Regions from separate parts of the Mus musculus genome. Here region 1 is linked to region 2. Evidence: chromatin contacts called from public HiChIP or PLAC-seq data. All regions are on one chromosome and are shown on one strand. Each heading gives the region's core, a stretch centred on a gene start, on an enhancer-like site or on the middle of the called end of the contact. The rest is flanking DNA. Distances are from core to core; before and after follow the strand shown. Region 1 holds the start of Lhx5 (LIM homeobox protein 5). Region 2 has its middle 86 kb from the start of Gm31836.

The links. HiChIP or PLAC-seq counts read pairs in DNA pulled down with a chosen protein or histone mark.
Region 1: a contact with region 2 is called in an H3K4me3 HiChIP or PLAC-seq map of embryonic forebrain, with 2.8 times the contacts expected there. The contact joins the promoter of Lhx5 here to the enhancer-like site in region 2. A contact is called at or near these places in 2 of 39 promoter capture datasets (HPC-7-derived erythroid cells and neural stem cells), 12 of 484 Hi-C or Micro-C datasets (CD8 T cells, the G1E-ER4 cell line, embryonic fibroblasts and 4 more), 13 of 115 datasets of contacts at active chromatin or transcription factors (craniofacial prominence, embryonic forebrain, embryonic hindbrain and 5 more) and 3 of 9 other capture datasets (adipose tissue, embryonic stem cells and pancreatic islet).

Annotation. Positions count from the first base shown.
Region 1 is chr5:120,429,198-120,434,457 of GRCm38.p6, reverse strand. Lhx5 (LIM homeobox protein 5) reads right to left here and starts at 2,572. Exons shown (of 5, transcript NM_008499.5): 1 at 2,005-2,572. The coding sequence starts at 2,177. It overlaps Gm27199 (predicted gene 27199), which reads left to right and starts at 2,691. Exons shown (of 2, transcript NR_166585.1): 1 at 2,691-2,771. It overlaps Gm31976 (a long non-coding RNA gene), which reads left to right and starts at 2,778. Exons shown (of 2, transcript XR_878743.1): 1 at 2,778-3,378.
Region 2 is chr5:120,318,185-120,323,883 of GRCm38.p6, reverse strand. No RefSeq gene overlaps it. Among named protein-coding and RNA genes, the nearest start is that of Gm31836, 86 kb to the right of the region's middle. Within about 2 kb of position 1,388, at least 25 of the 459 cell types and tissues checked have an H3K27ac peak or open chromatin away from gene starts, as enhancers often do. A contact at or near this core is called in CD8 T cells, embryonic forebrain and female germline stem cells, where this site is marked.

The DNA of each region.
Region 1 (5,260 bases), core at 1,323-3,822, 110 kb before region 2:
GGTGGGAAGTTGGTACTAGTGTCCAGGTCCTCTTCAGTGCTGACCTCTTCCAACCCCCTCTGGCGTCCCAGACACCCGTATTTGTCCAACGGAGCCCTAATTCTAGTCTCCCGAGTCAGGGCTGGTTTGAGGGGGAGGTGGCCCTGCTTTTAATGTGTTGATTCAGGCTATATGGGGCTGTTCTAGAAGAGCTGAGAGTTTGGCCTGGAGTGAAGACAAGGGTTTAGGGGGTCCCAAGATGCCTCCCCTGCCCTCAGGTCCCCACCAAATCTGTCTTGGTTGTTTCAGGAGCCTACAAAGGATTTTAAGCCTGTGGAGTAGATTTTCAGTATTTTTAGTTTTGCTTCCTGGATTAGGGTGTTGTGTGTGTCAGATAGGACCACCATGTCTGTCTGTCTGTCTATCTGTCTGTCTGTCTGCCTGCCTGTCTTTAGCATCAGGGTGGAAGACCTGAGCAAAAAGGCCAGGACTTTTCTCTTTCTATCCAGGAGACCTGCTAGACTCCCAGCTTTCAGGAGCTGGGGACAGAAGGCCCTCAGAAGAGTACATTCTGGAAACAGGAAGTCAGTTTCTGCACACACACACACACACACACACACACACACACACACACACACACATCCTCCTCCCCCATCTCTGGCCCCAGCAGACAGCAGAAGAATGGGAGCAGAAGCTGATCTTAAGTCCTGCCCAGCCAAGACCTGGGATCACTCCAAAGCCCTCTTTCCCTTGCCTCTGAACAAATCCTTTTTCTTTCCTGGGCTCTGGAAGAAAGTACCCCCGTGTATGCACATAATGGGTGGTGCAGAACCTAAAGGAAGGGGTACAGGTTGTGTGGAGAGGAAGAAGAGGGCTCAGAACCCTGAGGGGCCCCTTCATCCACTCACACCCATGTCTCTAAACAGAGTGAATTTGGGTGACATTGATGTAGTGAGAGCATTAGAAACCATAAGTCACTTTTGGCCTTATCCGGCAGCATAATTGGCTATATACACCTTATCAAAAATCATTAGGTGCTTTGCAAGCATGCCACATTAGGGGCACCAGGGCCTCTGGGGCTAGGGAGTTTACACGTGTAAAGGCGAGGCTGACATTTTCTCCTATTCAAATTCCCAAGTGCCCGGCCACTGGGGCAGGCGGCAGCCTTTCTCCTTTGCCGAGCTAATCACGCCCCCTCAGTGCCTGGAATTCAGACTCACAAAGCCAGTCTGGGTGCCGGGTGGAAACGGGCAGAAAGCGCAGCTACCAAAAAAAAAAAAAAAAAAAAAAAAAAAAAAAAAAAAAAAAAAAAAAAAAAACCCACGCGTTTCTAGGCTGCCCCATAGCATTTCTCATTTTGGGAAACTGAGGCCCACAGAGACACTGGGTCCTGGCCTGCCTTGAGGGGCTGTATGGACTTGGGAAGGGAGATCTCAGAACAGATCGGCTGATTTTCACCTTCTACTTCTTCAGTGCCTCTCCAACTAGGAAGAAAATTAATCGGGTGAGGGTGGTGGGGGGCCAGGGGAAGGTTCTCATCGCCCATCTCCAGGAGATCCCTTCTTAGCTAGGGTCCTTTGGAAGTGAGAAGTTCCTGTTTGTCCTCAGATTACCCTCTGGGTTTAGGATTTACTGTGTGGAACAAGAAGCTCCTAGCTGCTCTGAACTCCCGACACATCTTTGGGATCTGGACAGGGGAGTCTTGAGGCTTCTGTCCTGGGGACTCAGGTGTCGGGGGAAGGGGCCCAGAGCAAGTTGCCGAGCTTCCGGGCCTCTGCCATCTGACCGATCTCTGCTGCTGCCTGGCAGACCCAAGGTGAAGCAGCCAAACAGCCTCCTCCTTTCCCTCGACTCAACCTCAGCATCCCACAAGCAGAGGACAGGGCTTGAGGAGGGCAGACTGCCTATCTGCCCACCCCCACCTCCCAAGCTGGGGTGGGTCTCTTGGTCCCTTAATTCCCAAGGAGCCAGAGTAGAGCTCGGGCCAGCCAGTGGTAGGCAGCAGGGCGCGGCGGGGCCTCTTACCTGAAAAAGTCGTTTTTACAGTATAGCTTGCCTTCCCGTGAGAAGCACTTCTCCGAGAGGTTGGTTTTGCACTCGCAGCATTGAACACATTTGATATGCCACGCGCGGTCTAGTACGTTCAGCAGAAAGCGGTCGAGGATGGGCCGCTCACAGCCAGCACAGTGCACCATCATAGCCGCGCGCCCCGGCGGCTCGGGCCGCCTCGTCCTCCTTGGGGCCCCTGGGCCCTTAGGCCCTCTCGGTCCCCGCTGCTGTGGCTCTCAGCCTTCCTAGTCTGTAGGCGAGTCTGTAGGGGCGAGTCCGTTACGGATCAACCAAGACTTCTCGGGGTCAAGTCCTCCGACGCTCTCCGGCCTGGCGCTGCACTGCCCAGAGTGGCGTGGAGGGCGGCAGCGGTCACAGCCTCATGTCACGGGTCGCGACCGGGCGCTCGCTCCAGCTTCGAGCAGGTGTCCTCGGCGGCTGCTGGCTTCGGCACTGGCGAGCGGCTTTCCCGGTTGGCGGAGGCGCCGGCACTTTCCCCCACTTTCAAGCGGTCCCGATCCTCATCTTTGTCTGGCCGCCGCCTAATTCGCGCATCCTTATTCAGATTTGGTGACGTGGTGCGGCACGTAGGGGGCCGGGCGGCCAATGGGCGCGCCGTGGCCATAGCAACCTCTTAAATTTATAGCATATCTAAATTGGCTACAGCGTTGCGGTCAGGGCAGAGCAAAAAAAACAAGACATCAGTATTGCCGAGTATTTGCTAGTACCTGTTCCCAAGCTAAGTAAGTATTTACCTTCTAGTTTGGGTCTGGAGGGGTGGGGGCGCGATGCGAAAACCAGGGTTCTTTTTCTCTCCCATCACAAATAATTTTGGGGGGCAGGGTTCCAAGGCCTAGCCAGGGAGAAACCTCCCACCAGGTTCGCCACCCTCGCAACCTGTAGAAGTTGCCCAGGCAGGGAGTGCGCTGTGGTCCCCCTGCTTCCGAACCCGCCCAGCTCCCTCTTGCTTTAGACTGCGGCTCGCTCGGGCTCTGAGCGTAGGAGCTGGGAGACCCGGCACTTCTCCCTACGGTGGCTTCTTTTGTCACTCACGGGGCTAGGGCCCAGCAGGGCTTTTCTCACCAAGAGACTGAGGGCGGGAAGCTTGGGTACTTCTGTGCCTCCCTCCCCCACCCCTATCCAGGTTGACTCAGGGATGTCACCTCGCCTGGTCTTGGGAATCCCGAAGGTCGTTTCTAAGTGCCTAGCTCACTCGGCACTGGGGGAGGTGTGGCGAAAGGGGTGGTCTACCTCGGATGGGTGTTCCGGCAGGTTGAGAGGAGGCTGAAGCTCACTACATCTGTCTTGGCCACATCGTCCATATTCCAGGTCAGGCTGGCGGGAACCGTGGTGAGTGGGTCGCTCGATAGAGCGAGGGAAGCTGGCCACAGCCGGGCGTCATAGGCACTCCCGGGCCCCCCGAGATGCTCTAAGTCTGGCCCTCTCCTAGAGCCAAAGGCAGCTTCGCAGGTGTGTGGGTACCAGCAGGTGTACTCTGAGGAGGGGCGCGTGGGCCTGGAGGGGAGAAAAGGGATCAGGCCTTGTTTCTGCGAGGCCAACCAGGCCACCGCTTGCTTTGGACGAGGTAGGGCTGGGAGAGTGTTTTGGGATATTTCCTTGCTGCTGGGAAGAACGCTGATGGTGCGGGGCTGGGGCCTAAGGGTTGGAGCCATAGAGGAATTGTGCCAAGACTTGGCTGTGGGTGTTTGTTTGGGCGTATTTACTGAGTTTGTTAGCAAATATCCACTGCTTGAAAACTCTCTATTTATAGTGTGTTCGCGATCAAACCCTGGGACGTGGAGGGATTTTTTTTTATTTTTGTTTCTTTTTCTTTTTTCTTTCTTTTTTTGGCATGTAAAATTTCTCGTTTATAATTTCCTGTTAACATGTGCATTACCTTTCTTTCTTTCTTTCTTTCTTTCTTTCTTTCTTTCTTTCTTTCTTCCTTCCTTCCTTTCTTTCTTTCTTTCTTTCTTTCTTTCTTTCTTTCTTGTTGGTCTGTGTCTCTATGTGTCTGCTTACATGGGTCGACTGGGTGTGTGAGGAAATGCTTGTTTGTAAAGTCACTCACAAGCATGTGTTTATTCTGACATGCTGCAGGTGTATTTTAATGTCTGAGTGTGAGTGTGTGTGTGTGTGTGTAGATATGAATATTCCTACTAGAGATCCTATGTGTGACAGAACTGGGCTGTGTGATCCCTGGCACTGAATTTTGTAGATGTGTGTGTGGTGTTTGGACAGTAAATTTTTATTTACACAACTCTTGTAGAAGTGGGGGAAATGTTTGTGTATCAGTAGCAGGGATTCTCCTCATGGATTAGGGGGAAAGACTTGAAGAGTCTCATCAGCGGAGCCTTTTGGGAGACGGTTCCCCGCAACTTGGGTAGCCTCTGTATGTGGGTACATCACCTGGTCGCTCTTTTGTCAAGGAGACTGAGTACCTGCAGTGTAGTGTAGTGTAGTGTAGTGTAGTGTAGTGTAGTGTAGCAACCAGGACCAAGCAGACTGGATCACACCCGGGGCCTCCTAGGCCTGTGGAGAGAGATTCTTGAAGCCTCTAAAAGAAGCTCTGTGGCAGTGCCCAGCCTGTTTGCCTGGGGGCCTAGATGCTCCCAGAGAGCAGAGAGATGAGGAAGGGCCCAGAGAAGACAGGAGTCATGTAGGCTGCCAGCTGAGGCGAACCCACTGCCCCTCTGCCTTTGTTTCTTGGAGCCCCCCACCCAACCCCATCTTCTTGATTCTCCTGGAGTGCTTCCCTCTTTAACTCAGTGGCTTGCACCTCTTTTCCTGTTCCCCTGGCCCCAAACCTTCCTCTCCTTCTTTCTCTATTTCCCTCTCTCCCATGGTTTCTTTCTCCCTCTGCCTTTTTGCCCTATTTGGAGTCTGGCATCCATCAAAACACTTCAAAGGCCTCTTCCCATTATGCATTGCTGTTGAGATGTGTGGAGAAAAACTCACACCCTGACACTACAGTCCCTCAACCCCCCTCCTCCTCCTCTTCCTCTTCTTCCTCCTCCTCCTCCTTCTCCTCTTCCTCCTCCTCCTCTTCCTCCTCCTCCTCTTCCTCCTCCTCCTCCTCCTCCTCCTCCTCCTCCTCCTCCTCCTCCTCCTCCTCCGCATCCCTCCTCTATCCATTTGTGGCCACACACTCCCTCAAGTCACCACAATGAATAGCCAGAGTTCTGCCCATCCAGCCCCGGCTGAGTCTTTACTCTTGGACAAACCCATCAGC
Region 2 (5,699 bases), core at 139-2,638:
AGAGGAGGAAGGTTTGCTTGGGCTCACAGTCTCAGAGAGTTTCAGTCCACTACCAGGAGAGAAGGATGCTGACCAAGGATCTCAGCACCCAGCAGCCAGAGCCCAAGGTAGAGGCTGTTCACATCACGATAGACCAAACCCAAATGGCACAATAGGGAATGAGGATGCAGCTACAGCCCCCAGAGACCTGACTTAAGTGACTCATTTCCTCCTCTGGCAGAAGCAGCCACTGTCCTTTACCACCCTGTGGTTGATCAGACGAATCTTGAACAATTTCAACAAGAAACAAATGTCACCTTCCTTCACACATCCCTAATGCATTCACACCCATGGCCATACATTTATTTATATCTTATGAACCTTACAGTGTGTCACACATAAATTGTAACATCCCATTAACTGTAAATTTGCTGGGTCTGGAGGACTTCTGAGAGCCAGGATCAAGGTGTGGTGGTTTAAGAGAGAGGAGGGACCAGATAGGAAAGGCTTTGCTGTCTCCCATCTGAGCAATAAGCTAGCTCTGCCAAAGGGGTGGAAACAGCACCCTACTCCAAGGTGTGGCCTGTGCAAAGGTCCTGAGGCAGGAGCGAGGGAGGCATCTTACACAGGAGATGGGCTACACTCTCTACCATCCAATCCCGGAGGATGCTGTAAACGAGGTCTTTAGCCACATCCCCCAACAGTTCACCACCTCGGGCCACCCAGCTCTGGCCACAGAGAGGATGTGAAGGGCTGGTTTGATTAGATCACTGTCAGCCAGCAGACCTGAGGTTAATTACAGTTCTCTTCTGAGTCTATAGCCTTGCTCACAGCCCTTTGTATGTGTTCTCGGACTTGTGCATGTATGTGTGTGCACACCTGATGTGTGTGGTTGGCCCCCAGGATGCATTGGGTGGTTGGGTTTGCTGGGGGGGGGGGGGGCGGGCGCTGGTGGAGAGGCTGGGCCGAGTGTGTGTGTGTGTGTGTGGGGGGGGTGTGCCCTGGATTTCTCTTCCAGTTCTGAGCCTTGTCTTGTCTGGTGCACTCAAAGAAGAGCGCGCTTAACAAGCATTACGGGACACAAATAATTCCTCTTTTCTCCTGTCTGCCTATTCTTCGCTGCCTCTTTTCTTGTAAATCCTGCTCCTTGCATGTGAATGGAAGGGTGGCTTCATGTGGGACCTTTAATCAGACCCCCGGTAGGGTCCAGGAGGGCAGAGTGCCCGAGGGATTACCTTTTATTTTAGGGGTTTTGGGCCCTGGTCCTGCGGTCCCCCTCCCCCTCCCCTGCTCTGTTTTTCCTCCCGCGCGTTTGTTCTTGGCAGCAGCGAGGAAGGGAGGCTTAGGGATGGGGAGGGGGTTTACAAACTTAAGGGGATCGGGGCCTATTCAGCCGGCCTTGCGCGCAGACTTTCGCCTTTTGTTCTGAGCCCATTCTTCATCTGATTTCTTCACTCCGGTAAAAGCACTTTAATTCCCCTTTAGACACAGAGAATCCGTCCTCTTCCCCTCCCGCCCTGCGCCGCACCCCCCCCACACCCCCCAGTTCACTCTCTCAACCCCTTTATGCTGCGCCCTCCTCCGCCCCAACAAAGACCCAACAACGCTGCAAAGTATTTCTTTCAGCGATGATCCGGGAGGCTGTGGAGAATCCGGAGGGGGGAGGGGAGGAGGGGGAGAAGCGGAGGACAGTGCCCTTCTTGGGGACCAGCCACTCCCCCCAACCCCCGACAGACTTGGGGAGGCTGCTGACTTAAGGCTGCACCCGCTTTTGATCAGCCCTAAGGTGGCTTTGTAGAGGTGGCACGTGGGTGGGGAGGGAAAAGGCAGGTGTGAAGGTGGCCGAGTGACAGGCGCCTCGTGACAGGCAATAGAGATGTCTCCGCTGGATGTGGGCTTTGTCAGCTTCCTTGAAAAGCCAGAGAGGCATCTAGCCGGGGAGGCACTGGGGTATCTATCGTGACTCAGATGTCCCAAATCTAACTGAGGACATTCCTGGTCAGCATCCTGGCTGGACCATTTCATTCACTGAGCCTGGGATCCGGCTAGGGACTGTCAGCACCCATCAAAGATGTTCACTTGGGCAGCAGGGTGGTTCAGTCAGCAAAGGTGCTTGCTGCAGAGTGTGCCTGATCTCTGAGACCCAAATGGTAGAAGGAGAGAAGAGACTTCTGCAGGTTTTCTTACTATGATGTAGCCATGTTCTACCATGTGGCCATGGTTTGCATGCCCATAACATATGGATGGATGGATGGATGGATGGACAAAAAAATTAAAATTTTATGGTCTTGGCAGAAAGCACAAAACTGCAAAAAAGGAAAAGAGGTTGCATATTTCAAAATTAACAGACACCAGGTATCAAATATATACAAGTTGTTGTTGTGAATCTTAGTTGGTTTCATTCAGACAGAATCTCACACTGTAATCTAGGCTGGCTTCAAACTCACACCAATCCTCCTGCCTCAGCCTCTGAGAGTTAGAACGTCCAGCAGGGCACCGCCAGATCCCAGCAATGCAATCTATTTTATATCATGTTCGGACTGGCTTGCAAAAATTCCATGGAATTGGGAAACAGTTCCCTGGGTTGGAAGCATTGCTTTCTCTGCCCTGGGTGACCAGCTCCCTGGCTTCTGCTCCCTTCCTTCCCATTCTGTAAGGAATGAATGAACACACCCCTTACCCTACTGCTAGGCAGTACCAGGAATTTCTGTGGTCTCCTCTGAGCCTTTCAGTCTTTGCAAATGTCACTGGATCCCCAAATATAATCTTTTTCCTCCCAAATAATTTTGATACTATTTACTGTATACCCCTCCATTATTTTCTGATTATTTATTTGTATGTGTGTATGCGTATGAACACATGCATGCCATGACACGCAGGTAGTGATCAGAGGGCAACTTGTGGGAACTGGTTCTCTCCATGCACCATGTGGGTCCCTGGGAATTGAACTCAGGCTGTCAGGCTTGGCAGCAAGCGCCTTGATTTCCCCATCTATGAAATGGGGACAGACAGATTGGCCAGGTTTTTAATTTTCTTAGGGGGAGAGAGAGAGAGAGAGAGAGAGAGAGAGAGAGAGAGAAACTATCACACTGCCTTCCATCCGCAGACAAAGCCTGGCTATCTCCTCTCCTTCTACCCAGGCCTGAGAGAGATGAATCTTCTCTTCTAGAAAATGCCTACAAATTGAGCAGGGTCTATTTAAGGGAAAGCGGGCCAGGGCAGTAATAGTCCAATTGGGAGTATGAACGAGAAAAAGAGCGGCTCCTCTCCATGTCCGAGGATGGGCAATTACTGCCAGGCATTTTTCGGATAAAATAGAAGACAGAGAAATCGCAACCAGGAGCCCCAATTATGGCAAGTCATTCTTGGGCCGAAAAACTGCTACCCCATGTTCAGCTGCAGACTGCAGTGCGTGTGTGCGTGGTATGTGTGTGTGAGAGAGTGTGTGCATATGTGTGTGTGTGCATGCATGTGTGCATGTGTGTGTCCACGTGTGAGTGTGTGCATGTGTGTGAGATGTGTGTGTGAATATGTGAGAATGTGTGCATGTGTGTGTGAGTGTGTATGTGCCAAAAAACTGCTACCCCATGTTCAGCTGCAGACTGCAGTGTGTGTATGTGTGCATGGTATGTGTGTGTGAGAGAGTGTGTGCATCTGTGTAGGTATGCGTGTATGCATGTGTGTGGCTAAGAGTGTGTGTATGTATGTGTGCATGTGTGAGTGTGTATGCATGTGTGTGAAAGTGTATGTAAGTGTGTGTGTGCTGAAAAACTGCTACCCCGTGTTCAGCTGTAGACTGCAGTGTGTGTGTGTGTGTGTGTGTGTGTGTGTGCATGGTGTGTGTGTGTGAGAGAATATGTGCATGTGTGTGGGTATGTGTGCATGTGTGAGTGTGTGTGCATGTGTGTGAGAGTGTGTGTGAGTATGTGTGTGTGAGAGACTATGTGTGAGTATGTGAGAGTGTATGCATGTGTGTGTATGTGTGTGAATGTGTGTATGTGTGAGTTTGTGCATGTGTGTGACTATGTGTGTGTGTATGTGAGAATGTGTGCATGTGTATGTGTGCATGTGTGCGTGAGTATGTGTGTGTGAGAGACTATGTGTGAGTGTATATGTATGTGAGAGAGAGAGAGAGAGTGTGTGTGTGTGTGTGTGTGTGTGTGTGTGTGTGTGTGCATGTGTGTGTGTATGTTTGTCAGGGGTGGGGTGGGGTGAGGTGAGCAGGGCAGGGCATGAGATGATGAGGTCAAAGGGAGAATGTGAGAATTTAGCAGGGGCAGTGTCTAACCTTTCTGAGTGCCAAGGCTGCGTTGGGGGGCCGGGGATGAGGGGATGGTTTAGGAGCTCCTGTGGGCTCTGCTCCCTCCTGGCTGGTGTGGGATGAGTCTATCACTTCCTGTGCTGTCTTTGCTGTCCAGCCCACAAGATGTCTCTTAAATAAAGCAAGGATCCCTCACCATGTGAACTTCTGGACCGGAGGACAGAGCTTGCCAGCATCTGAAGCTACAATGGACGTCTCTAGGAAGTGAAATGCTTGTATATGTATCCAACAACACCCCAAAAATAATCTCAATTACAGAGCTGTCAGATTCCATGCTGCAGTTCCCAGGATGCCCCTTGCCTGACAGTCAAGAAGAATTGCAGAGCCATACTATAGAACCTGTACATCTTCAGTAACAACAACAAACAGAAACCACAGGTATGTAGAGGGAGGCCAGCACAAACCATAGGTCTATTTTTTTTAAAAAACCCAACACATATATGATTCAGTTTACAAGAATGCAGTCTAACCAGGCACAACAGTGACGGTTGCCAGGAGAGAACTGAAGGCTAAGAGGCAGATAGAGAGGAAGGGAGGGAGGAGGAACACTGAAAAACAGGAAGCAGGACTTGGCTCTAGGTGGCCAGAATGGCACCTTCAGCCACTGTGTAAGTACCTCAGAGGAAGATTAGCCTTGGAAGCCTTGGCCACCCCCTGCTGGTGCCAGAGAAGGACCTTCCCAAGACCTTCTCTGGGACACCAGGGGTCATCCATGCCCAGATGCCCACAACAGGGGTCAGGAGAGGTCGCCCGGATTCCTTAGGGAACTGGTTATTGTCACCTAGAGATGATCTTGGGAGACATACCCCCCTCAAAAAACAAACAAACAAACAAACAAACAAACAAACAAACAAACAAACCCTGGCTTTGTGCAGGATCTCTGGGCTGGGAAGAGCAGAGGTGACATTTTGTGCTTCCCTCCTACCTTTTGGGTCTGTGTTCTATGCACAAAATCCCATTTATTGGGAGAAATATACAGGGTTTTAGCTCCTTTTTTGCAACCACAATCTGCATTTGTCATCCCTCTCCTCTGCCCCCCCGCCCAGACTCCTCACAGCTACCCCCCCAAAAAAAAAGACAGAGCATCCTTCCCCCAGCTAGAAGACGAGGAAACTACGGCTCAGACCTGTGCCCTGCTTGCTCAGTGTTCTCTCTCTCTCTCTCTCTCTCTCTCTCTCTCTCTCTCTCACCCCTATGAAAGCTGAGCATGTATAAGGCAAAAGGTGCCACCTCACATCCTGATTCCATGTCTGGTACACAGTAGGCACTCGATAAATGTCTGTGTTTCCAGGGAGGAAGAAAGTTTTGCTCAGTGTTTGGGAGTGTTGATGGAGCTGCCACAAGCAAAATGCTTAGCCCCGGTGCTCAACGAATGCTTAGTTTTCCTTTCTTTCCTTTT